Regions from separate parts of the Mus musculus genome. Here region 1 is linked to region 2. The links are chromatin contacts, called in public promoter capture Hi-C maps. All regions are on one chromosome and are shown on one strand. The core of a region is the stretch at or near the end of the contact, and the rest is flanking DNA. Distances in the headings are between cores, read along the strand shown.

The links. Capture Hi-C pulls out chosen DNA fragments and counts their contacts.
Region 1: a promoter capture Hi-C map of adipose tissue shows a contact between it and region 2. The contact joins the promoter of Gipc1 here to the promoter of Ndufb7 in region 2. A contact is called at or near these places in 3 of 39 promoter capture datasets (embryonic stem cells, liver and pre-B cells), 6 of 484 Hi-C or Micro-C datasets (the C2C12 cell line, embryonic stem cells, muscle stem cells and 2 more), 3 of 115 datasets of contacts at active chromatin or transcription factors (all in embryonic stem cells) and 3 of 9 other capture datasets (adipose tissue, liver and pancreatic islet).

What each region holds. Positions count from the first base shown.
Region 1 is chr8:83,650,445-83,657,182 of GRCm38.p6, reverse strand. It overlaps Gipc1 (GIPC PDZ domain containing family, member 1), which reads right to left and starts at 4,505. Exons shown (of 7, transcript NM_018771.3): 1 at 4,446-4,505.
Region 2 is chr8:83,563,339-83,569,877 of GRCm38.p6, reverse strand. Ndufb7 (NADH:ubiquinone oxidoreductase subunit B7) reads right to left here and starts at 3,120. Exons shown (of 3, transcript NM_025843.3): 1 at 2,948-3,120. The coding sequence starts at 3,059.

The DNA.
Region 1 (6,738 bases), core at 3,256-5,755, 86 kb before region 2:
AGCCTCTCCTGAGGAAGGGCACCCAGCTGGCTGGTTCACATCCTCCTGAGAGGGTTCCCTGCTCAGCCATGCTCTCTTCTCACTTCCGGAACGCTATCCATCCCACTCATCCACACAACAAGCGGCCTCTGGGTCTTCAGGCTTCCGGTTACCCTCCAGTTTCCTGTCAAGACAGCAGCCAGAATGACCCTATAAACAGTCACTTCCTTCTCTGCTCTGATCCCCCAGGCACCCACTGTCATTTATGCCCACGTGGCCTGCTCTTCCTTAGCCGCTGGGGCCTCTTCCATGCTGCTGCTCAGATAGTTAGGCCAGAGCTAGCTGCCCGCACCCTCCCTTACCCTTCAGCTGGGATGGGTATTTTATGTCTTTGTCCACTGCTAAGGGAGAGCTCTGTCACTAATGTCTGCCCCTCAGTATGGGGAACACTGGCTGCACAGAGCAGCACAGGCCATCTCCCCAGATCACACGCCCTGCTCCTGACCCTTATCTTGCTGGCAGCACATTGCCTGGCAGGGGGCGCTGCGACTACTCTCTGTCCATTTGCTTTTGTACTCTGGGATAATCAATAGTGCCCGATGCCTTCTTATACATCTTTAATGTTCTTGATTGGCTTTTTTGTGAATTGCCTGTTAACTCTCTGTTACTTTGTTTTTGGTTTCGAGACAGGGTTTCTCTGTGTAGGCTGTTCTGGGACTCGAGCTTTATACACCAGGCTGGCCTCGAACTCAGAGATCTGCGGGGATTAAGGGCGTGCACCACCACCCGTTTTCTTTTTCATCAACTTAAGCATTTTGTTTACACTTATCTACCTGATGTGTATGTGTGCACGCCTCAGAGAACAACTTAGCTGACTTACTTCTTTCCCTCCACCATGTTGGTCCTGGAGGTCAAACTCAGGTCACCAAGTTTGGCGGCAACTGCCTTTACCCACCGAGCCATCTCACCTTCTGCCCACCATGGGTGCTGGGAACCAAATTCCGATTCCCGAGAAGAGCTTCAAGCACTCTCAATGGCCGAGCCATGTCTCCAGGCCCTATGTGCTCATTCATGGATGTGCAGGCACATTTGGAGGTTAGAGGCCGACCTTGGCTACTGTTCTCCAAGAGTCATTACTTTGCTTAAAAATTTTACTGAAGCTGGTTCAGCGGTCAAGAGCATTGCCTAGTCTCCCAAAGGACCTGGGTTCGAATCTCAGCATCTACATGGCAGCTCATAACTGTCTCTAACTCCAGCTTCAGGGAGAATCTGACGCCCTCTTGAGAGCACAGGCATGAGTGCTGGTGACCCATCCACACACATAAAAAATGATCACTCTGAGGCTAGGTTGGTTAACACAGCAAGAACACGGCAAGTTCTTGGACAACCAGAACTACGCAGTGAGACCCTGTCTCAAAACAAAAACAAAAACGAAAAAAACAAGAACAAAAAACCAAAAATCACACTTGTGTGCACGTGTGTTGCCACAATGTGAGTGCAGAAACTGTAGGAGTCAGTGCTTTCCTCTACCATGTGGGTCCCAAGGATCAAACTCAGGTCCCAGCTTGGCAGCAGGGGCCTTTACTTTGCTGAGCCATCTCGCCAGTGTGCCCACTCTATTTACACTGGGAAGTCAACTCAGAGTCTCCCATATGCTAGGCAAAGACTCTAGCACTAAGTTATAGCCCGTATCCCCAGCCCTACTTTGTCTGAGACAGGGTCTCTCCTGGGACTGAGTCCTCCACTTAGGTCAGCTGGCCAATGAGCCCCACACATCTTCCTGTTTATGTCCCCAGTGCTGGGGTAACAACAGCAAGCCACCATGCCTGGCACTTCCATGTGGGTCCTGACTGTCAAATTCTGCTGGCCCAGCAAGCACTCTACCACATGAGCTACCTCCTCTGTCTACATGGCTTCTGTATGGGTTTTGTTCTGAGGAAAATGAATGGCTCAAGAATTAGAACTGAAGACCCTGAGGTGTGGTGTGGTGGCCTGGATGCAAGCCCCACCCTTGCCACTTAACAGTGGCACAGACAAAGCCAAGCTGCTTAACTTCATGAGGCCCCAGTTTCCGCATCTGAAAATCTGGCAGAAGTCACATTTCTCGGGGTAACTTCTGGGATGTGGAAGTGCTCATCAGTTCAGGAAATGTTATTATTTGCAAGGGAAACTAGTACCTTTTATCTGCAAGGAGGGTGGGTACTCTACTGATGAGCCATGCCCCCTCCTCCACGCCTCACTGACTGATTTTAGGCAGGGGCTGTACCGCTGAGCCACGCCTCCAGAACCTTACATCCTCCCTTCCCTGGCCCAAGAGCACCCCAGTTCCTACGCCTGGCCCAAGAGCACCCCAGTTCCTACGCCTGGCAAGGCCTTTTCCAGAATTCTCCAGGCAGCTGGCTTGCCTCAGCCCACTGAAGAGTTTCCCATGGTCTACAGGACTTAGGCCTATGAACTTATATGCTACCCTGACAACATAGCTCATCTTCCAAGCTCTCGGCAGTTATTGATCTTTATGTCTCTAGTTTCTAAGTTTGTTTTTTTGTTTTTTTATGCGAATGAGACTGCATGTCTGTCTGTCTGAACCACTTGTGAGCCTGGACCACGTGGGTGCTGGGCATCAAACTCCCAGTATGTGTTCTCCAGCACCTGCGTCTCTATTTCAGAATGTAAACCAGATGGTAACATTCATATTATGTATTTGACCTGACAAAGGGATCCCACAGTATAGGGGAAAACAAGAAAGAAAGAAAGAAAGAAAGAAAGAAAGAAAGAAAGAAAGAAAGAAAGAAAGAAAGAAAGAAAGGAGGGAGGGAGGGAGGGAGGGAGGGAGGGAGGGAGGGAGGGAGGGAGGGAGGGAGGGAGGGAGGGAGGGAGGGAGGGAAGATAGATAGATAGATAGATATGTCCTGTGTACCAGGCATAGCAAACTCCCGTGAATCACATCTCTAGCTTTATTACTTGTGTCGCTATTGGACGCTTTGCTCTGCCCAGGTTTTGTGTGTGTGTGTGTGTGTGTGTTTTCCAGGACCCTGGTGCCCAGTGATGCTGAGACCACGCAGCACTTCTTACAAGGATCTACAATGGCTGCCTGTTACCTGGTTGTCTGTTCCCTACCAGACTGCAGGAAATTCTGTCCCGTGTTTGGAGTCCTCTAAGCAAAATATGCTGTCAGGCACAGTGGCTGCTCAGTATCTGTAGGTGATGGGTGTGTAGTTCAGGCGTAGGGCACCTGCCTAGCGTGTGAAACCTCGGTCGGGTTCCACAAGGGCTGAATTGTAGAATGAATGTCTTACATCCCCGACTGCCTGTGGTTCAAACCCCCACAACATGACTGCTAGAGAGCTAAGTGTGTGCGTCTCTCCAGTCTGTCTGCAAGGAGCTGAAGGGAAGTGGGTTGGATGGATTTCCGGAGTCCAGCACTCTCATCCCAAAAAGGGCCTGAAACTCTGCAACCCCCGCAGTCACAGAAAAGCCAAGTGGGGGGAGCAGGAAACGGGTTGTTCCAGGGGCTCAGATAACGCCTGGCTTAGGGGACACCACACCTGCCCCGGTCGTCCCTCCCTCCTAACCCCGGGCACAGCATTGCTTCGGGGAGGAAGGCAGGAGCTTCTGATTCATTCTTGAAAAACCGGATCCTGAAGGTTTCATCTCTCCAGTGTTTCCGGGGCGGGGGCTGAGGGGCGTGAATGCACAGCTTGACCGGTCTTGGCCGCCTGTAGCCCCCGCGCTCCCCAGACACCAAGTCTCTATACTTCCAGTCATCCCTTTAACAGTGGAGAGTGGACAGGGTAGGTGGAAAGGAAATGGGGTTAAACGACCCATGGTATTTGGGCCTTGCCTCTCCAGCTCAGAGAAGGGACACGAGGGCAACCTGGAAGCTGTCTAGTGACCCGTGGGCGAGGAGAGGAAAGCAAAACCCAGCAGGTGCGGCTCCGAAGTGAATATGGGGGTGGCGGTGGGCGTGAGTCTAGGGGCTGATCTCTGGGACTAGTTTCTGGACTCAAAGGATACGGGTCCCTAAGCCCCATGGGTCATTTACTAGCTGTGTGACCTTGAGTAAGTTACTCCACCTCTCTGGCACTAGTGCCTCACTTCTAAAACAAGTTAATAACCCCTCCCAGGAGGGTGTTTTGATTCAACTGAGCTGTGCAGCATAAGCGCCGGACGAGGAAACACCGATCCGGGCTTGCGAGGGGGAGTCATTAAACTAGTGCTGCGGTTGTTACTGTTATCCCGACCTGGGTCTCGGTGTTCCCCCCAGCCAGCTTTGGGAAGAGGCCTGGGAAGGGTCGGGAACACTGACCCACCACCAACAGGGAGCGTCCTGGGAGCAGAGAGCAGAGGCGGACGGGAGGCCCGGCCAGCGGGGAGGGGTCCGTGTTTGGGGTCCCGACGCGGCCAGCTCCACCCCACCGCCACGGCTCCACGCCCTGGAGGCCGCCCCCCGGGCGGGGGACACTCACCTGCGCCGCCGCCACCGCGCGCGCCCTGCTCGGTCCTCTCGAAACTCCGCCCGGCTTCTCCCTGGGCCTCCGGGACTTGGGCGGGGCCGGCGTCCCGGGCGGACTAATCAGCGACGGCCGTGTGCACTCGCGACCAATGGGCGCCTCCCGTCGGAACGCTCCAGAGGGATCCCTCCGCCGCGCCTCGGGCTCCCCCCATTGTGCGAGCAGTGGTCCAACCTTACTCGCTCTAAATAGGGAAGGGCTGAACCATTGTGAGGCTGCAAGGGTTGGGAGACGGCGGGGGAGCTGGCAGCGAGAGTCAGATGACCGGGTTTGGAGGACTGAGTTCTGTATCCAGGAAAGCGCGGTTTTTGAGAGGTCAGCGAGAGGCTGGAGGGCAGCCCCAAGCCCCTCTTCCCTCCCAGAAAGATGCTTTGATTCCAGAGGGTGGACCACAGTGAATAGGGAGGGTCCCGCGTGTCTCCGCTTCTTCCACTCTACACAATAGACAAAGGCGATCGCGCATTCATTCAGTCTTTCAATATTTAAGTGCCCCTGCCTGGTACCAGGCTCGGTCCTGTCTCTATAGACACAAGGATGGAGTATACACAATGTTAGATACAGGGTGTGCAAAGGCTCCGAAGCTGCACAGAGAGCTGCAGAGCACTTCGCAAGCAAAATTGTGTAAGACTCTATGGAACGTATCAGAACAGTAGAACACTCGACTTGTCAATTGAGCACCTACTGTACGGAATCGAAGCTAGTGACCAACCAGTCCAGGCTTCTACCCTCAGGGACAATGGACTCTTTCTCCCCCTTCTCCTTCGTTCTTCTAGGTGCTCTAAGGTTGAACGTAGGCCCAGTTCCTCCTCCTCTTGGAGGATCAGCTATTGGGTCAAGTGCTCAAGGTTGAGGCACTGTTACTGGTGGATGCTAGGCTGACAATCTACCTTCAAGTCACTTCTCCTGCTTCCCTTTTATGAGTTTATCTCCATCTAACTCTGAGTTTACTGTGCGTACACTTTGTCATCCACTTTCTTACCTTTTTTTTAAAAAAAGATTTATATTATATTTATTATTATATCTAAGCGCACTGTTGCTGTCTTCAGAAGAGGGCATCAGATGTCATTACAGACGGTTGTGAGCCACCATGTGGTTGCTGGGATTTGAACTCAGAACCTTCAGAAAAGCAGTCAGTGCTCTTAACTGCTGAGCCATCTCTCCAGCCCCCACTTTCTTACCTTTTAACCCCCCACACACACACATACACACGCAGAGAGTGAGGAAGAGAGAAGGGAGGGAGAAAGAGGGAGGAACAGAGAGAGAGGGAGGGAGGAGAGAGAGAGAGAGAGAGAGAGGAGAGACTGGAAATTACTTGAATCTTTGAAACCTCAAAGCCAGTGACATACTTTCTCCAACAAGGACACACCTCCTTAAGCCTTCCAAAACAGTTCCATCAACTGAAGACCTTTTTTTTTAAATACTGTTTCTTCTTTCCTTCCTTTTCTTCTTCCTCCTCCTCCTCCTCCTTTGTTGAGATAGGGTTTCTCTCTGTAACAGCTTTGGCTTTTCTAGAACTCACTCTATAGATCAGGCTGGCCTCCAACTCACAGAGATCCACCTACCTTTGCCTCCAGAGTACTAGGACTAAAGGTATGCATCATCACACCCAGCAGTGAGGAACCAAATATTAAAGTATATGAAACTATGGGGGTCATCATCATTCAGAGCACCACATCCCATTCTCTGCCCTCCTTAGGCTTGTAGCCATATCATAATGAAAATGCATCCAGTCCAATTCAAAAGTCCCCATAGTCTACCACAGTCTTGACACGGTGTAAAAGTCTAAAGTCTCTTTTGAGACTCAAGGCATTCTCTTAACTGTAACCCTCTGTAGAATCAAAGAACAACTTCTGTACTATTTCTAAAGGGAGGAAAGGGGCATTATGGGAAATACTAGACCTAAGCAAGACCCAAACCCAACAGAACAAGCTCCCAATCCTGTCGTTCCATGTCTGAAGTCAGAGGGCTTAAACGGTTCTGTCCTCCCAGTGTTGCTACAGGCAACAGTGCTTCTCTTTTAACTTTGATTCTTCTTTTATACATTACACCCCAACACAGTTTCCTCTGTCTCCACTCCTCCCAATTCCTCCCCACCACCTCCCCTCTCCCACAGATCCACTCCTCCTTTGTTTCCTTATTAAAAACAGGAGGTGTGGCGGGCCTCCCAGGGACATCCACTGAACATGGCCTAAGAAGATACAGCAAGAGTGGTATATACCCTTATATACGGCTGAACGTGGCAACCCAG
Region 2 (6,539 bases), core at 1,871-4,370:
CACTGCCGATAACTCCAGCTCCAGGGATCCACTGCCCTCTCTGCCCTTATCTGGCACCTGAACCCTTATGTCCAAATGTCTATTCAGACCATTAAAAACAAAAAGAACCTTAAAAAAATACACAGAAACCGGTTGGAGTTAAGTCAGTGGTAGCTTGTGTGAGGCCTTGGGAAAACCTTAGCCCTGCACAGCCACTGCATGCTCCAATCACCTGCTGGCCTTCCTCTGGGGTGGGGTGGGGTGGGGGTATCCAATTCCTGTCAGGGCTGTTGTCTCCCATTATGCTTCCAGCTACCGTCCTTTCTTACATGGTCTCAGGTCCTTGTCCCCTTTTTTGGGCTTCTCACCTGGTGCCCAGACGTGCCTCAGCAGGGTTGCATGTCACCCAGATAGGCTTTCTCTGCCTTCTGTGTTGCTCTCTCTCTGGAGCTCCCGAGCCCAGCAGCAGCCACCTGCTTCTTTACAGCTTTGACCGCACTTCTGACTGTTGATGCTACAGTAGGCTGATGAGGCCAACCTGGTCCCTCCACTCTGCACCTCTGTACTCCAGGCCCAGGGCTCAAATCACAGGCAGGCTCTTGCCAGAGTTACTCACCCTGGAGCTCGGGTTAGCAACTCAAGCTCTGGCCTCTCATTTCCAGTTCACAAGAGGCCAGCAGCAAGCCTTTAGCACACTGTTGCCTGCTAAGCTGCAGGAATGTAGGAGGGAACCAGGCAAATAGATGGTCTCCCTCTTCAGAGGGACACAAAGTAGGCTGAGCACACTGTCTTTGAATGGCTGGCAGCCTTACTGACTGCAGAGGGCAAACCAAACCCAACCAAAACCAGAGTTAGGAAGTGCTGGAAAGTGGGCCATGAGGCAAGGGCCGAGTCGGGCAGATGCCTGGGGCAAGAACATCTCAGGTAGAAGGGGGCCAAAGCCTTGAGGCAGCAGGCACCTTTCCTGCTTCCGGGTTTTGACCTAAGCTCAGGGAAAGGTAGAGCTGTCCTTGACAGTGACTGGGAAGGTGAGCACGGTAGGCTTAAGGGGAGGACAGAGCTGAGACTCAAAGAGTACAAGACAGACATTGAAGACAGAGGGGTACAGCCAGCAATCTCGGCACTCAGGAGCCTGAGGTAAGAGTTTTGAGACTAGCCTGTGCTACACAGCAAGATCCTGTCTCAAAAGGAAAATAAAACCCAGGCTGGGCTTGTTGGCTTACTCCTGTGATCTCAACACTCAGAGGTTGGCCAGCCTGTGCTACAGAGTGAAACCCTATCTTAAAAATTAAGGTGTCAGTGGAAGGGGGTGGTGGCTCCTGGGGGAGGAAAGGGGATGTGATTTCAGGAGGACACTCTGCAGACTTCTGGCCGTCAATGCACACGAGTGCTCACATACACATGTACCACTAATAAAGCCCTAAAATTCAGAAAACAAAAGTCAGCAATGTCATTTATAAGTTCAAGGTTAAGGCTCCCCTTGGAGATCAAGTGGACAGCACTGGTGTACACCACACAGTTGTGAGCTGCCTCCAGGGCAGAACAAAGGAGGCAGCAGCTTCAAGGCAGTCAAGGGAGCCGAGGAACAATCAGTGAGAGTGCGCAGGGAAGTGGAGGTGAGCAAGGTAGAGGTGGGGAATGACAGGTGGAGCTGGGGCTGGCTGGGAGCCTTGAGAGGAGCCCTTCAGTAACGGGGATTTTTATACTTAGGTTTTGAGACAGGATTGCTATCCATCCCAGGAACTCATGATGTTCCTGTGGGGGTGTTTCAAAACCATGGACAGGAGCCTGATGAGAGGTTCGGGAGCAGGATCCTTTCATTGTAGAGGGTGGATGGAGGATATAAAGGGGTGTGTGTGTGTGTGTGGGGGGGGGTTCACCTGGAATGGGGACTCCGCCAGGCTAGGGACAAGTCATTTGGAAGGAGTTTGGAGATGCATGGGTGTGGGAGCAGGAGCTACTCTTGCTTTCTCACAAGAGCTTGCCTAAGATGAAGAGGCAGTGAAGAACTATAGAAGCAACAATGTAGGCTATAGCATCCCTGAGCACCACTGGGCCTATGAGCTCTGTGCTCCCGAGGCCAAAGGGAAAGGACTGTGAGTTAGAGACTAGTCTGACTCAAAAATAAGAAGGGGGTCTGGAGTGAGGAAGCAACTTGGAGACCAGGTCAGCAGGGCCAGCTGAGTTTTACCAGGGTTTTGGATTAGCCAAGCAAGAGAGGCGGCCAGGGAGTGCTGTATTTTCAAAATGACTATGGGCAAAGCAGGGTGTCAGGTGGGTAAATGTTCTGCAGATTCAGTACTGACGGAGCCATCTTCTAGTCGACACTACAACCTTTTGGTAAGGCAAGTCATTTGTGTCTTTCCCCTGCTTACAAGTGGGGCTCTGTCCCTCCCTGGTACCAGCTTCATCAATCTCATATACACCCCTTTTAGCCTGTGCTTCTACACTCTTAAATTTGCTTCCCAGATCTTTTTGGACACGCTGCTTTGTCCAGGGGGCTCCCTGAAGACAGCGCCAGTGGCTCTCTGCTACCCTGGGGCATCCCAAGTGCCAAACTAGGACTTTGTCCAGAGCTGTCACTCTGATTTTCCTATACAGGAAGAATGAGAACCTTGCGAGTACACACAGGCCTTGGGTTCCTCCCCCAGCACCATCACACTAGACAGGACAAGGAGCATGATCGCTCCAGCCCCCCAACCTTGTATTATTGTACGTAACCAAATGCTAGTGACAATGTATGGAGATGCAAAGAACATGTCCTAGGCTCCGCGCTGTGCCCAGGACGAAGTGCACCGGGGCAGTCTCATCTTCCCGTTCTCTGCTGTCTCGTCCCAGCCTTTTGCTTTAGCCATCCCCGCACAGCCTCCACACTCAAGGAGGTCGCCCTCCCGACTCGACCCGGCCCTCCGCAAGCAGGCAGCTGAGTTCCGCGGGATCTGCGGTCGCGCCTGCGCACTGAGCTCACCTCGCTCCTTGCGCTCCGGAAAGCCGAGGTCCGGCGGGAAGCTGGGTATCTTCTCGGGGTCAGGCTCCACCGAGGCATCCCACAGATAGCGCCGGGTCAGGTGCGCCCCCATGGCTACTCTGCCTTACCCTTCTTTAGTAGCCGGGGTCACCTCGCTCCCACCTGGAAGCACTGCCCCTTCAGTGTCTTCCGGGTCATCTAGGCTGCGGCGGGGGTCATAGAGATGAACGATGGAACGCTTCCTGGCTCGCTGACACCCCCTGGCGGTGTGGAGGAGACAGAGCGGGTGCGGCGAACGCCAGTTGGCTAGAAGGCCAGGCTGGCCAGGGAGTTGCAGGGAGGAGTGCGGGTGTGGAAGCGGGGAGGTGGCAGGGTCCCCTGTGCTCTGCCCAGTGCTAGGATTATAAATGTGTGCCACCAAGCCTGCTGTATACATGTGTATACATGGGTACTGTGGACACCCTGGACCGAACCATCTTCCGCGTTCCTCTTCCTCCTCCTCTTTTTTTTTTTTTTCTTAAATTAATTTTTTTTTCTGGTTTTAGGATAGACCCCCAGGCCTAGCATATGGTAGATAAGTGCTTTCCCACAGATATACACTACCATTTCCAACACTCGAACTTCCAAACACTTTCCCTAGGTTTGTCGGTGTGAGTGCACATACGTAGGTGTGCTTATGAGTGCATTTGGTGGTCAGAGGTCAATTTCTGGGGTCATTACTCTGTCTCTGTCCAACTTGTTTGAGACACTGTCTCCCACTGGCTTTGAACCCTTCAAGTAGGTGAGGCTGGCTGTCTAGAAGGCCCGAGAGATTTAACCGGGCACCCTGTCTGTGGTTCTGGAATTTCAAGCGTGTGCCCCCACACCAGGAGTTTTCTTACATGGGGTTTGGGGACTGAATTGAGTTCTTTATGTTGGTAAAGCAATCACAGTAATGACTGAGCCCTCCTTCCAGTCGTTGTTCTTCTAAAATGAATACTTTGTGATCCTGGTCTAGAACATGGTAAATGAAGGCTTTACCACTGAAGCCTGTCCGTAGTGCCCAATCCTGACCAGAGAGGGCGCAGCCAACCTGATGGTCTTAAAAGCTCTTGGTCTAGAGCTTCTGAAGGAACCACTCTCTTCCTTGCTCCTAAGTGTCTGTCAGGGTGTGTCCTCTCTTGGCTTGCTCTCTCCTCTCATCCAGGACAGCTTATTTGACTCAGACTAAGCACACCTCTCTGTTCAGAGCTCCCCAAGGCGGGCTGGTCTGTAAGCCCCAGGGATCCTCTTGTCTTTGTCTCCTCTGGGCTGCCATGCCCAGCGTCTGTTTTACATGGTATTTTAGTTAGGGTTTCCATTGCTGTGATGAAATACCACCAGAAGCCATTTGGGGAGGTAAGTGTTTTACTTCCCGGTCTGGAATGCAGTATGTCCTGACGGGAATGTCCTGATGGGAAGTCAGGACAGGAACACAGACCCTGGAGGCAGGAACTGACACAGTGGCCACCCAGGAGTGCTGCTTACTGGCATTCTCAGGCTGCTTTCTTTTCTTTGTATAGGGTTTCTCTGTATAGCCCTGGCTGTCTTGGAACTCACTTTGTAGACCAGGCTGGCCTCGAACTCAGAAATCCGCCTGCCTCTGCCTCCCAAGTGCTGGGATTAAAGGCATGCGCCACCACCGCCTGGCTCAGGCTGCTTTCTTTTAGTACCCATGGCCACCACCTCAGGGGTTACACCACATGTCAACCACTAAATAAAATGTACAAAAAAAAAAAGGAAAAAAAAAAAAGAGAAGAAAAGAAAAAGAAAGAAAGAAAATGTACTCCAGACTTGCCTTTGGCCAATCTGGTGGGGTGTTTTCTCAGCTGAGGCTCTCTCTTCCACAGTGACTCTAACCTATGTCAAGTTGACATAAAAAGCAGGTAGCACAGTGTGGCTTCTTGAGATCAAACATAGGTCTTTGCCTTTGTGAGACAGTACTTTAAAACTGAGTGGCTTAGTTAGGGTTTTATCACTGTGAAGAAACAAAGAAAACATTTAATTGGGGCTGGTTTATGGTTTCAGAGGTTCAGTCTGTTATCATCATGGTGGGAAGCATGGCAGCATCCAGGCAGGCCTGGTGCTGGAGAAGGAGCTGAGCGTTCTGCACCTTGGTCTGAAGGCAGCCAGGAGGAGCCTCTCTTCTCCACTGGACAGAGCTTGAGCACATACATGTTGTCTTTCCCCCTCCCTGTCTCTCTTTCTTGTCTATGTCTCTGTGACGTGCAAACACTCTGTCTTTGTGTCAGACATATACTCTGTGTCTCTGTCTCCATGTACACACACACAATTCACGTGTCGGTCTCTCTGTGTCTGATACACAAACCTCTGTCTCTCTTGGCGTCTCTCATACATGCCCCATGTCTCGTTCTCCGTTCTCACCCCCGTGTCTTATTCTCTGTTTGTCTCTGTCACACATACTCTGTCTCTGTTTCACACATATTATCACATTCTGTGTCCTACACATACTCATTCACACTCTGTCTCTCTGAGCATGTCACACACACTCTTTCGTTCTGTCTTTGCTTATCTCTGTTATACACTTCCTGTCTCTGTCTGTCTGTCTGTCTATCCCCTCAGTCTCTGGATCTCAGTCTGTGTCACACACACACACACACACACACACACACACACACACACACACACACACACACACACAAACACACACACACACACACTGTCTTTTGTATTTCTATGTTCTCCCTTTCTTGTTAGTTTGTCCTCTCTCTCTCTCTCTCTCCCTCTCTCTCTCTCTTTCTCTCTCTCTCTCTTTCTCTCTCTCTCTCTCTCTCTCTCTCTCTCTCCTTTTTTGTATTTCTGAGACAGGATTTCCTCTGTGTAGCCATGGCTTTCCTGGAATTCCCTCTGCAGACCAGCCTGGCCTCAAACTCAGACATCTGCCTGCCTCTGCCTCCCAACTGCTGGGATTAAAGGGGTGCGATACCACACCCAGCTCTTTTGCATTTCTGAGCTTATAATCACATTTTCCCTTTCCCTCTAAACCCTCTCATATACCCTTCCATACTATCTTCCAAATTAATGGCCTCCTTTTCATTGTTATTGCATCCATATATGCATATACATATATGCTCCTAAATATAACCAGCTCAGTCTGTATAGTGTTACTCCTATGTCTGTTTTCAGGGCTACTGTTTGGCAATTACTTAGTTGGTGAGCTCTTCCCAGGGGAAGACCACCTCTGCTGCGCTCAGATTTCTTAGTTGCCTGTAGTTCTTTGTGTAGGGTTGAGGCCGTGTCGGCTTCTCCTTGTCCACTTTGTCATGTTCTGATTCTTCCACTCTCACCTGCTATTAATTGCCTGTAGTTCATCTAAGGATGAGGCCTTGTGAGATTTTCCTTTACCAGGTACCAACTAGTGTGGTTGTGCAGGTCTCACGTGGGCAGCTTCCCTGTCATGTGCAGAAGACACCCACACAGCAGATGTCCTGGTCCTCTGGCCCTTACAGTCTTTTGTGCATTTCTTCCACAACATTCCCCGAGCCTTACACATGTGTGCAGGTTGCATGGTAGATGTATCGGTTTAGATTGGGCATCCCGTGGTCAGGTGTTC